Linked DNA regions of Triticum aestivum: region 1 is linked to region 2. A link is a contact called in public Hi-C data. All regions are on one chromosome and are shown on one strand. Each heading gives the region's core, a stretch centred on a gene start, on an enhancer-like site or on the middle of the called end of the contact. The rest is flanking DNA. Distances are from core to core; before and after follow the strand shown. Region 1 holds the start of LOC123185058. Region 2 holds the start of LOC123188129 (WRKY transcription factor SUSIBA2).

Evidence for each region. Hi-C and Micro-C count contacts between places; a contact is called where the count stands out from the background.
Region 1: a contact with region 2 is called in a Hi-C map of leaf, with 9 times the contacts expected there. The contact joins the promoter of LOC123185058 here to the promoter of LOC123188129 in region 2. A contact is called at or near these places in 2 of 5 Hi-C or Micro-C datasets (both in leaf).

The regions. Positions count from the first base shown.
Region 1 is chr2A:161,110,569-161,116,523 of IWGSC CS RefSeq v2.1, forward strand. It overlaps LOC123185058, which reads right to left and starts at 2,110. Exons shown (of 1, transcript XM_044597070.1): 1 at 1,175-2,110. The coding sequence starts at 2,006. The coding sequence ends at 1,410.
Region 2 is chr2A:160,958,854-160,965,118 of IWGSC CS RefSeq v2.1, forward strand. It overlaps LOC123188129 (WRKY transcription factor SUSIBA2), which reads right to left and starts at 2,131. Exons shown (of 6, transcript XM_044600171.1): 1 at 1,648-2,131; 2 at 428-595. The coding sequence starts at 1,881.

The DNA of each region.
Region 1 (5,955 bases), core at 860-3,359, 150 kb after region 2:
ACGAAATCCCATACCGCCTTCATTTTTAGGGAAGCACAATTTCCACCACGAGTACCAGTGCATTTTCTTATTCTCCTCGTCGTCACCCCACCAAAATTGGGAAATAATATCTGTGATACTGACATTGCGAAAACTAGTATTGCTTGGGCCACTTCCTTAAGTAGGATTTCCTTGCCCCCTGTGGTTCTTTTCTTGTGAAGAAAGGTCGAAACGGCCTTTGAAGACTTTTTTTCATGCCTGGTCTGCAAGTGTCTTTGAAGTAGAAACGAAAGATAAGAGTAGACGTGTCTCGTTAATGCATGAGTTGAAATGTTGCATGGATTCTGAATGATCTGTGATTAACGATTTTTACCAAGCCTTACCTTCGTGAATTACTGGTCGATATGTTCATAGCTCCCTTCCTTTAACTGAATGTGGTGCCCTCAACTTACATTAATCTTGAACTGCTTATTTTGTACTCCCTCCGTCCATAATATAAGAGCGTTTTTTTACACTACACTAGTGTCAAAAACGCTCTTATATTATGGGACAGAGGGAGTATCTATTTGAGTTGCTTTCTGATCTCTGGATCAGATTGGGTTATAGATTACTTTTTCATGTTTGTTTGAATTACAGTGACAGTTTGTGTCACACAGTGCAGTCACATAGCTTCGGTCTGATGCTTCTGGGTGCACCTGCTACAGTCAACATGCCAATACCTGGGTTATTTCTTAACAAATTATTGGCTTCTGGATTGGATGCTACTCCCTCCGTTCCAAAATAGATGACTCTTCTGGTTTTTTTGACAGATGATGTTCCTCTCATGAACAATGCACAAGTGGAGACTGCTGATAAACAAGAAATCCTTTCTGAAGCCAATAGGCAGCATTAGCAAGAAGGTAGAGCTTCACTTGATTGTGGTGGTTGTGCAGATGTTAAATGGCTGTTTAACCATAATAATGCAAGGAGTGGTATGGATGGCATTTTCCTGTGCTGGTCCAAATTGTGAGTGACAACTACTACCTCTATGCTAAGCTTTTCCAAGTTTGTGGTAAACAAACCTGATTTGGCATAGAAAAACATTCCAGCTCTACTGGATCTGATTGCAGACGAGGACAAGGCAAAAATTCAGCCACTAGTTTTAGATTGGACTTTGCATATCAAGTTGCCACCTTGCAAATCATAACAAATTGACTTGCTAAAAGGAGTCAATCAAGGTAATTAAGCAGTACAGTACTACTACCAAGTACTAACACAAAAAGTTGCCCACACAAAGAACACCAAGAACACAAGCATGGACACACTGATACGTACACAGGCATGTCAGCTGCAATCTCACTGCACTCTAATCAGTCATCACACAGACGCATAATCTAAGCATAAGAAAATGCAAAGGAAGCACTAAGTGGAGTTACTGGATCCGATTCAGGCTAGCGGGTGAAGGCGTAGAAGACGATGCCAATGTAGATCAGCATGGCGGAAGGCACGAGCGTGACGAGCGGGATGACGGCGCCCCATGCCGCGGAGCCGCCGGCGCCGCAGCCGAGCCGGCCGAGCTTCACCTGCACCACGTTGACGAGGGCCATCGTCAGGAACCCGCATCCGCACACGGATCCCACCGCGCACGCCAAGATCCCGACCCGGAGCGCTGCCCGGTTGATCTTCACCGTCCAGCTGACGGCGGCTCCGGCGGCGGCGGAGGAGGCACGGCGGTAGTGGGGGAAGGTGCGGACGATCTGCTTGAGGCAGAGCGCGACGAGGCTGGAGAAGAGGAAACAAGCGAAGGCGAGGACGTGAAAGGAGACGAGGTCAGACTCGATGCGGTCCCCCGCGGCGCAGGCGCCCAGGTGGTCGGCGCCGTCGGCGAGGCCTGGCCCGTCGGAGGAGGGGCGCCACGCCAAGCCGAGGAACGCGGCGAGGGTGAAGAGAGAGTTCACGTTCACGATGCCGTCCAGAGCCGTGACCTGGATGCTCGTTCCCGCACCGCTGCGGCTGCCGCTGCCGGTGGCAGCATCGCCGCGCTCCATGGCTTGGATCCTTGGTTCGGAGGTGGACTAGGATGCGGTGGGTGGGTTTGGGGATCGGGCAGGGGCTGTCGTCTGGTCGATGTGACCGACTGACCGTGCGAGCATATGCTTACCTAGGCCAAAATTACCGGAATATCCTATTTGACGCTAATTGCGGCAAATTGTGGAAGGAACGCACATGGAACAGGAGAGAGCGAGCGACATGGCCCGGCCCACTACTGGTGGATTACCGTGCTACAGTATCCCGGTTTTGGGAACCTTCTAGAAGGTTCCCTGGACCTTTTTTTTTCTTTTTGACCCATTTTCCTGTTTCTTCTTGGGTTCTTTTTGTTTTTAGTTTTTTTATTTTCTTCTTTTTCCGCTTTTCTGTTTACTTTTTTGCTTTTTCGTTTATTTTACTTTTCAAGTTTATTTTTTTAAAGACCATCTTTCCAAAATTGTTGAAAATTTTCATAAAATGTTCCTGTTTTGGGAAAATTTCAAAATTTCAAAAAATGCTCGTGTTTTAAAAAATTGTTCATAAATTCAAAAAATGTTCCTCTTTTTTAAAAAAGTCGCATTTTTGAAATCTTCGAAAAATTGTTCGCACGCCGGGCCAATTAGTACGAGGTCGCCGGTTCGAGTTTCAGCGGTACCGCTACTGGTTTTCTTTTTTGCGATTTTTCATAAGCTCCCAAAGTTATCGTTTCACACAGACCTGGCCGGCTAGCACGGCCCACCAGGCATTCCTGATATACAGGCCATGCTGGGCCGGCACTCGTACTGCACTTCCTGGCCCAGGCACGGCACAACAAGGAAACGGGCCGGCCCACCGACATATTTAGTCCACCAGCCCGCTTGATTTTGCGATGTTTTAGGCCTATTTGGGCTGTTTGGGGGCGGGGGTGGAGTGCGAAGTTTTTTGTGTGCTCGGGCACCATGGTGTCCTTTTTGTGAAAAAATATATACCAAAAAACATGTTTAGAAGTTTAAAAAAATCGACAAGAATTCTGTAGAAACTTGTACGTATTCACTACGGATCCATGAAATTTTGTTTTGAAAAAATGTAATCTGTAAGCTGTACCAAAAAATCTGGCCCGAAAACAAAAAATGTTGGCCCATTTGAAAATACATATTTGTCTTTTTTTGTACGCCACGTGGGAAAGTAAAATGTAATGAATTTTTGCACACATGTACTATGTGTGTATGTGTGCTTACAAAAAGATTTGAAATTTTTGCGCTATAATTTTTTTTGAAAATCTGAAAAAAAAAGAAATAAGAAAGGAAATGGGTCGTGCAGTGCCGACTCTCATGCCTGCCCAGCCTCGTAGCCCTAGACAAGCCACATGCCAGCACGCCCCGATTGTAAACGTGTCAGGCCATGCTCATCACGGGACGTCACGTGGGTTATCGGGCCAGCCCGCTAAGACTTGCCCATTTGGTCGCCATTGTTCTCACACAAGATTAGAAAAAAGAGAGCAGGTTGTCAAAAAAGCAAGAAATGACTCATTTTACAGAAGCAAGAAATGACTCACTCGCTCAATTTTACTATATGACATGTTTGCCACCACCATACACAATAGCGATAGGATAGCTAGGCTATATTAACAACGACGGTACCCGGCTAAACCAACTACTATTGCATGCACAGTAGTCATAAGTGGCTGGACGTTGTGGCTGAGCCACCAATTCAACCCACATTCTTCATCCTTCTCTTCCTAGTTGGGATGTTGCCCTCCCCCTCTTCCATCCAAACTTCTCTCAAACTGATGTCATTTGTTAAGTAAATAGAATCATTTCCATCCCTTGAGGTAACCTCTCGCATCCCACGATTTGATTGGTTGAAATTCCCTTGTTTGATTGCATTCTTCACTTTTGGGAAAAGCATTTTTTGTATATTTCTCTCAAATCCGCTATTAAAGTGGTGGACCATGCGTTTGTATGTAGTATACAATGTGTGCAAGCAGTATGCTTGTGGTTTATAGTAAAACGTAGGATTAGGGTATGTGTTAGATTGTAGGGTCATGGTATGCGTTGGTAAGAATTATATAATGACATGGTGTGTTTTATACATTTGTTGTGATGTGCTTTACATATAACTAGAAGATATTCCACGTGTTGCTATGGAATTTGTGGTTGATAAGCTCCTAAACATTATGTGAAGACTAAAGAGAGATTAATATTATTGTGATGGGCTTCTTGGATAGACATGAGCTAACTTTTGGAACTTGTGAATCCAAATGAATATTTCTAGTTGGTTGAGGACTCAAAATAATAGTCTACATCTTGAATGAACAAGTCAAAATACTTAAGTACTTGTTGTGAGCTACTCCCTTCGTCCCATAATGTAAGACGTTTTTTGACTCTAGTGTAGTGTCAACAAACGTCATACATTATGGGACGGGGGGAGTAGAATATAGTGAACAAATCAAAGTACTTAAGTACCTGTGGTGCTGCTAAGAAAAAGTGCGGGGTTGCCACTCAAATATGTTCGCCAAATTCATAAACCATAATTTTTGAATTGCCATTTTCCAACATGTTTTTGACACATTTGGGTCAAATAGTAAACTATATTAATTGCTAGTTTGTACCTGTAGGCACTCAACCAAGAAAAATGTGTTGACAACATGAATAGATGAGCACCACCTACAACTGGCACCATATAAAGGTATTACCTTAGAAATAATTTTTACAATTTTTTATCTTAACTTACAAATTTAGGGTGCAGATAAGTAGGTTCTCCAGATATGAAATATACAGTGAGAACAATCTACGACAAGCAAACTAGTACACTAAATAAGAAAGAGAAACAAGCTAGCTAGCAAACAAACACAAGTAAAAGTACAAAAGGAAAGACCGCCCAAGTCGGAGACGCGGATGTATACCGAAGGTCATACTCTTGGGGGAATGCTAATCTCTATTAGAGAGGTGCGAGAGCCAAAATTCCTGGCCGCCACAAAGTGGCTCACCCTAGTCTCCATTTGATTCATCCTGCAACAAATAAGCCTCAAATCACCCATGGTTGGTCTTGAAGACGACCATCAAACCTTTACAAACTTTCCCGAAGCACACCACGCACAAGGAAGCTTTCGGGCTTGAACCTAGCGCCCAGGAGTCTCAAATCTTCAAGGGTAACAAGTTTGGTGATGAAAAAGTATGGGGGTAATGAATTGTTTGGTGGAACTGTAGATCGAGTGATTCTCTTTCAACCCTAAAAGTTTGGTGGAGTTTGAGTGGATGGATTGAGAAAAATCAAGCTTTTAGGGTGTTGGCACTGGTGGAGCGGCTCAATTTCTAGGTTTTCTGGTTGAACTACTAATCTGCTCCAGTTTTTAAAACTATGTTGTGAAACCACATAACCATGTCATCTCCCTAACAAACATGGAAAGCTACCAGAAAACAGAAACAAACACAAAAGGATAAGGACCCATCTATTCCTCTTCCACGTTTAACATCTAAAGGGGCCTTCTCACCCTGAGCCATGACTCAAACTTAGGGAAAACTTTGTTTTTGCCACTCTAGCTTTTGACCACTTTGCTTATGCCACTCTATAATTTGACATTTCACTTCTACCACTCTTAGTTTTTGAGAATACATCACAATTGCCATTCCGTGGCAAAAGTAATAATTTTATAGTGGCAATTGTGATACTTGTCAAAATCTAAGAGTGGAAAAAGTGAAATGAAAAGTTATTGCTTTTGCCACGGAATGGCATTTGTGATGTATTGTCAAAAACTAAGAGTGGCAAAAGTGATATGTCAAATTCTAGAGTGGCATAAGCAAAGTAGGCAAAAACTAGAGTGGCAAAAATAAAGTTTTCCCCTCAAACTTATCCTTAGGGTTCTCCATATTGCCGCCTCCTGCAATATTCATGCCACGAGAGGAAGGAATTTTTTCTTTGTTCGAGAAAGATCAAATCAATATTCTCTACTTTTGTGATTTCGTTAACTGGAAACAAAATCCATTCCAC
Region 2 (6,265 bases), core at 881-3,380:
AACTACATATGTACCATAGTTTTTCCCCAAACTGTCATTCAAAGTGCTTTTTTCAAACTCTACTATTTATAAAGAAACTTCTCCGCTACATGTGAAAGAAGTAATGTTACATATGGATATTGAGTTAATGAGTTCTATACTGAGATTTGCCATGCATCTGGGATAGTGTTACCTTCCTACCCTCCAAAGAAGATCAGAATAAAATAGGTAAGTTCGTACATGCATTTACAAATGATAGGCAAGATTATGAATTATGCAACAATTCAAGAACCTAGCCGAATTATGGTTATAATATGCACAATAAAGGCCAGATATATTTGTGGGGTCGTATAGAAACAAAATGCTTAAATTTTCTTTTGATGTTCTGCAAGATAAAGTACATTAATCTCTATGGGACACAGAGAAAAGAAAATTAAAGGTTGTGTACCACTGATTGAGAAGACGAATTCAGATGAGGCTTGAATTCAAAATCCCTAGAACCCCCATCTTCATGGGCTCGAATGGACTTATCCCGTGGCGAAGGCATGTCTGGATGAGCACTCTTGTGCATAATTGCAGCCATGCTCAGACTACCAGTTGTTGGTGAAGGTTCAACCTGAAAGAAATTTTTGTTAACTATTTTCAGTGTCCACCACGCTTTAAGACCTCTGAATACTTGTGAACGCAAAATAGGAAGTACAACAACACTACAGCCTGCAAATTGCATATATGAAGTACATCGCCCTCTGAAATAAATGTCACCTTAATAAATATTTTTCTTTACTATAGCCTGCAGATTGCATATATGAAGTACCTCGCCCTCTGAAATAAATGCCACCTTAATAAATATTTTTCTTTAAAAGTAACAAGTTTGCCAATCATTTTCTCCTATGCTTGAAAGAGGAAACATGAAGAAGAAGGCCGGCAAGAATAACAGAGCAAGACAAAGAAAGCAACAATGATGCTGCAAGCAAGTGACTAGGCCCAGCAAGCAAGGGCCATTTCAGTTTGTACGCTGCCAGCAAGAGGACTCAGGAAAACAAATACCACTTCTACAACCAATCCCGAGGAAGAATAACAACCAAACGGTCAACCCGAACACAATTACTTGGTGATGTCCTTATGAACGAGCACCATCTCTTAGCACACCACCAGTATAACCGGCCAGGGCCGAGGGGGCGTTTCCTTAAATAAGGCCCTACAGAGCCCCCGTAGAAGGAATGTCAAATGATGATTTGTTCTCGTAGCCACCAAGTGTGTGCATAACTAACAGAATAATTCCCTGCAGACGCACAAGCAACAGCATCCCCCTCACTCCACAGCAAGTAGACGGCGCGGGGACGCTCCAAAAGAAGAAGCGGGGGGAAAACAAACATATCACGAAGAACCCCCGCAGAAAAGGAAGTTCCAGAAGCTTCATGGCATGGCCGGAAATGCGAAAGCGCACAGGGAAAGCGCGTTATTCCGAGGCCACGAGCCAATTAATTCCCCGGCGCAATTGTCTCATAAACTAGAGCGCGGAGCTAATGCGCATCGGAATCCCTCCTTTTCCCCAGCTCAAATTGACCTCAGCATGACACGGACGCCGTACGGCCCGCAGATCCCGCGGTAACAAGTAGTAACAGCAGGCGAGAGGCGAGAGGTACAGTACAGGGAGGCGGCAGTCACCTTGAAGTTGGTGAGGAGCACGGGGGAGTCGAGGAGGGCGGAGGGGCTGAAGCCGGCGGGGATGGTGAGGCAGGGCTCGCGCGAGATCGGCAGCCGCGCGGGGGACATGGCCTTGTACCTCGCGCCCGCGCCGGCGAGCGCCGCGACGCGTCGATCCGCGGGGTACGGCTTGTCGGGCGAGCTCCCGGCGGGCGAGGGGAGGTCCCCGGAGCTAGGGTTCGGCGAATCGGCCATCGGCGCGGTGCGGGGCTGAGCGGAGGGGCCTGAGCGGAGGAAGCCGGAGGTGGTTTTGGAGGCGACGGTGCGAGGGGCAGTTTGGGGAGGGCGGGCTCGTCCGCTAGCGAAGGCGGCGTGGGGCGTGAGGCTGCGGCTCGTGTGGACTTGATTAATGGGGGCAGGGGAAATGACCCTTCCGCCCCTGGATGGCCCCCGAAATCTCCCCGGTTGGGTACGGCGGTACGCACCCGAGCGAGCTCAGAGGGGGGAGGGAGGGAAGCGGCCGTGCGTGGTGTGGTGTGGTGTGATGTGGGCAACCGCGGCACGAAACCGGTGGTGGGATCCGGGGGCAGGGGGTGGCGACAGCGACCGCGGCTGGCTGCGGGGTTGGGACTTTGGGGGCACCGATGGGCTGCTTTTCTCCGTGTGGCTGTCGGGTGGGGCCGCGGGGGGCCGGTCGGGGCGTCAGGGAGAGGGGTGAGGGGGCGGGTTGGGGCTGCGGGTGAGGCTGGGATACTGGTGGGGTGGGCAAAGTAAATGCGTGTTTTAAATTCGGCATGGGATGCCTGTCAGAGTGCCCCATGATGATCCTCTTGGCATTGAATGAGAACGACATGGTAAATCGGGGCCTGGATTTTGAAATGTCGCGGGGATTTTCTACCGCGGTTAAATGGGTTTTATTGTTCTGCAACGACTCTTTTTGGCTACACTGGATACCAAATCTACGCAGGGTAGAAAAGCATGGACGACTGGCGACAGTGTAACGTGCGGATACGTTGATGAGGCAGTTGTGTATTAGGATAGGGAAACGTTTCCCTGCGGACGACCGGCCGAGCGCTCGCCCGGTCGCCGCTCGCTCGCTCACTTTTTTACGCGGAAGCGGACTGGGCCACGTGAGTTCATGGGCCTTTTAATCCAACAGCCTAGAACCAGACGTCTTGAGAAAGCTTTATTTTACTCTAGACTCTAAGCGCATGTCCAGCTGCGCCCCCAACAGACCCCCTCAAAGCCGTTTTTTAGCGCCGGCATTGAAAAATCGACCCAGTCACGTCTTCAAGAACCTGTTTTTTGCCGGATTGAACCGAAATTGACGCTGGCGCACCCAACCCAAACCCGGCGCGCTGCGGGGCGCCGGCGCGAATGTTTTGGCGCGAAAGAGTGGCGGGACCGGCGCGTCAGCGAGACGAAGGCTGGTCGTCCTCATCGTCTCGGTTTTCCCGCGAGGAATCAATGCCAAGGCTGCCGCCGGTCAGCCTGCCATTGATTCACGGGCGGCGAAGTGCGGCGACGCCGCCCCGCCTTCCGCCATGCTTTCGCACGTGGCCGCCCCTGAGCCGCTATAAAAGGCACCCCTGGCCGCGCCGGTGAGGCACCCATCCATCGGCATCGGCAGTCCTCCCCCTCCTCATCGCCGCACTTCCTTCCCTCTCTCGGCCGTTCGAGCCCCTCTCTTTCCTCCCCGGCAACCATGAGCGCGAGGTACCCCGGAAACGCGGCAGCGGCCAACGGTTTCGGCCGCCGCTCGCTGCATGAGTGGGAGGCCTACCTCCTCCACGAGACCAACTACCCCGCGCCGCCCGACGTACGCGCTCCGTCGCGGTGGAGGCTCGGCGTCGGCGGGGTCCCTGTCCCTCCTCTGCCGGTCCTCGAGACGCCCGCCTATTTCCACGCCGAGATCGAGCGTGCGCGGGCGTCCCTGGCGGTCGCGGAGCGGGCGCTCCCGGATTACGCCACCGGCAACCACGCGGTGTGGGCGGCGTACTTCAAACGCCGGCAGGAGGAGCGGCTCACCTCCACCAACAACGCGCCGACGCCGCGCGTCCGCAATAACAGCGAGGGCCGCCGCCTGTGGTGGGGCGTCCCGGGCCGCACGCTCAGCGGCGTCCTCGCGCACTGTGACGCCCGGATAATTAGACTACAGTAAACTTTTATTAATGATGCCACGTCATCTTGATTACTGTTGCTAATCTTGCGTTAGTTCGAAACTGGTTCAAATTCAAAATCACAATCAAGCAAACAATACAGGTTTTCAAATATAAAATCTAAAATGTTCGGAGTGGGCCAAATAGTGCATAAGAAAATTATGGTGAAGAATTCACACTTTTATAAAGTAGTTAAATGCATTAAAATAAATAAAACAGTGGCAAAACTATTATTTAAATGCTCTTAAATTAATAAACAAATACAAACTACTTTGATTAATGTGCCAAGTTATTTGTGGAAGTGGAATGTTTAGTAACGCTAATTTAGAGAATCTTATTGTGTTTTGTTTAAACTAGAGCAATTAAGGATTAAAAAAGAAAAAGAAAACAAAACAAAACAACAAAAATAAAAAGCAGGCAACCCGCCCCCACTGGGCCGTGGCCCAACTTGGTCGGACGGCCTCGGCCCACCAGGCCACCACCCTGGTCGGCCCACTTCTCCCTCTCCCTTATCCCCCCCAAGCACCGAATATATCTAGACGAATCGTCCCACTCCCCCACGTCTTCCTCTCGCTCCCCTCCTCTCAGTTGGATCGGGTTCGAGCCCGATTTCGTCCTCAGCGCCACCACCCCGGTGCCCCCGCCGCCGCCCTTCCGCCGGTGCCACCTCGCCAGAAGCATTGGCCTCCTCCCGAAGCCCCCCCCCCTCACCGCGACGCCTTGGACGCCACTGCCTCGCCCCGATCTGGTGCCGCGCCTCCCCGAACGCCGCCACCTCACAGCGCCGTCGCCGTCCCCGCCATCGACCACCGCCGTCCCGAGCTCTGGTGCCTCCCCGAGCTCACTTTAGCACCTCTACAGGGCCTCGTGAGCACGCTCCCCTCTCCCGCCTTCCCGCTCCTCTCCCTTGGCCTGCGCGCCCCGCGTCGCCATTGCCTGCTCGCAGCACACGGCCTCCCGAATGAGCGCGTGGTTGTGCCCTGCCTGGCACGCCCAGCGCCCGACCACCGCGCCCCACAGCTTCGTCTGGCCAGCCTCGCCTCGCTGTGTCGCCCTCCCGTGCGCGCCCACGACGCCGCACGCACTCACGCGCGACCCTGTCCGTTGTGGCCTCACCCCGCTTCCCGCTCTGCTCCTGCCTTCCCCACCGCCGTCACTGGCCGCCCCTGGCCTCGCCTCCGGTCGGCTTTCCTCGTGATACGTCTCCAACGTATCTATAATTTTTAATTGCTTCATGCTATGTTATCTACTGTTTTAGGCAATATTGGGCTTTATTATCCACTTTTATATTATTTTTGGGACTAACCTATTAACCGGAGGCCCAGCCCAGAATTGTTGTTTTTTTGCCTATTTCAGTGTTTCGAAGAAAAGGAATATCAAACGGAGTCAAAACGGAACGGAATCAACTAGAGAAGTTATTTTGGAAGGAAAGCTACCGGAAAAGCTTGGAGTGCACGTCGGGAAAGAAGGGAGGTGCCCACGAGGGTGGGGGCGCGCCCCTTGCCTCGTGGCCCCCCTTCGGTCCACCGACGTGCTTCTTTCACCCATATATACCTATGTATCCTAAAACTTCCAGAACGCACAATAGATCGGGAGTTCCGCTGCCAGAAGCCTCTGTAGCCACCAAAAGCCAATCTAGACCCGTTCCGGCACCCTGCCGGAGGGGGCAATCCTTCTCCGGTGGCCATCTTCATCATCCCGGTGCTCTCCATGACGAGGAGGGAGTAGTTCTCCCTCGGGGCTGAGGGTATGTACCAGTAACTATGTGTTTGATCTCTCTCTCTCTCTCTCGTGTTCTTGAGGTGATACGATCTTGATGTATCGCGAGCTTTGCTATTATAGTTGGATCCTATGATGTTTCTTCCCCCCTCTACTCTCTTGTAATGGATTGAGTTTCCCCTTTGAAGTTATCTTATCGGATTGAGTTTTTAAAGATTTGAGAACACTTGATGTATGTCTTGTCGTGCGTATCTGTGGTGACAATGGGATACCACGTGATTCACTTGATGTATGTTTTGGTGATCAACTTGCGGGTTCCACCCATGAACCTAAGCATAGGGGTTGGCACACGTTTTCGTCGTGATTCTCCGATAGAAACTTTGGGGCACTCTTTGAGGTCCTATGTGTTGGTTGAATAGATGAATTTGAGATTGTGTGATGCATATCGTATAATCATACCCACGGATACTTGAGGTGACATTGGAGTATCTAGGTGACATTAGGGTTTTGGTTGATTTGTATCTTAAGGTGTTATTCTAGTACGAACTCTAGGGCTGTTTGTGACACTTATAGGAATAGCCCAACGGATTGATTGGAAAGAATAACTTTGAGGTGGTTTCGTACCCTACCATAATCTCTTCGTTTGTTCTCCGCTATTAGTGACTTTGGAGTGACTCTTTGTTGCATGTTGAGGGATAGTTATGTGATCCAGATATGTTAGTATTGTTGAGGGAACTTGCACTAGCAAAAGTATGAACCCT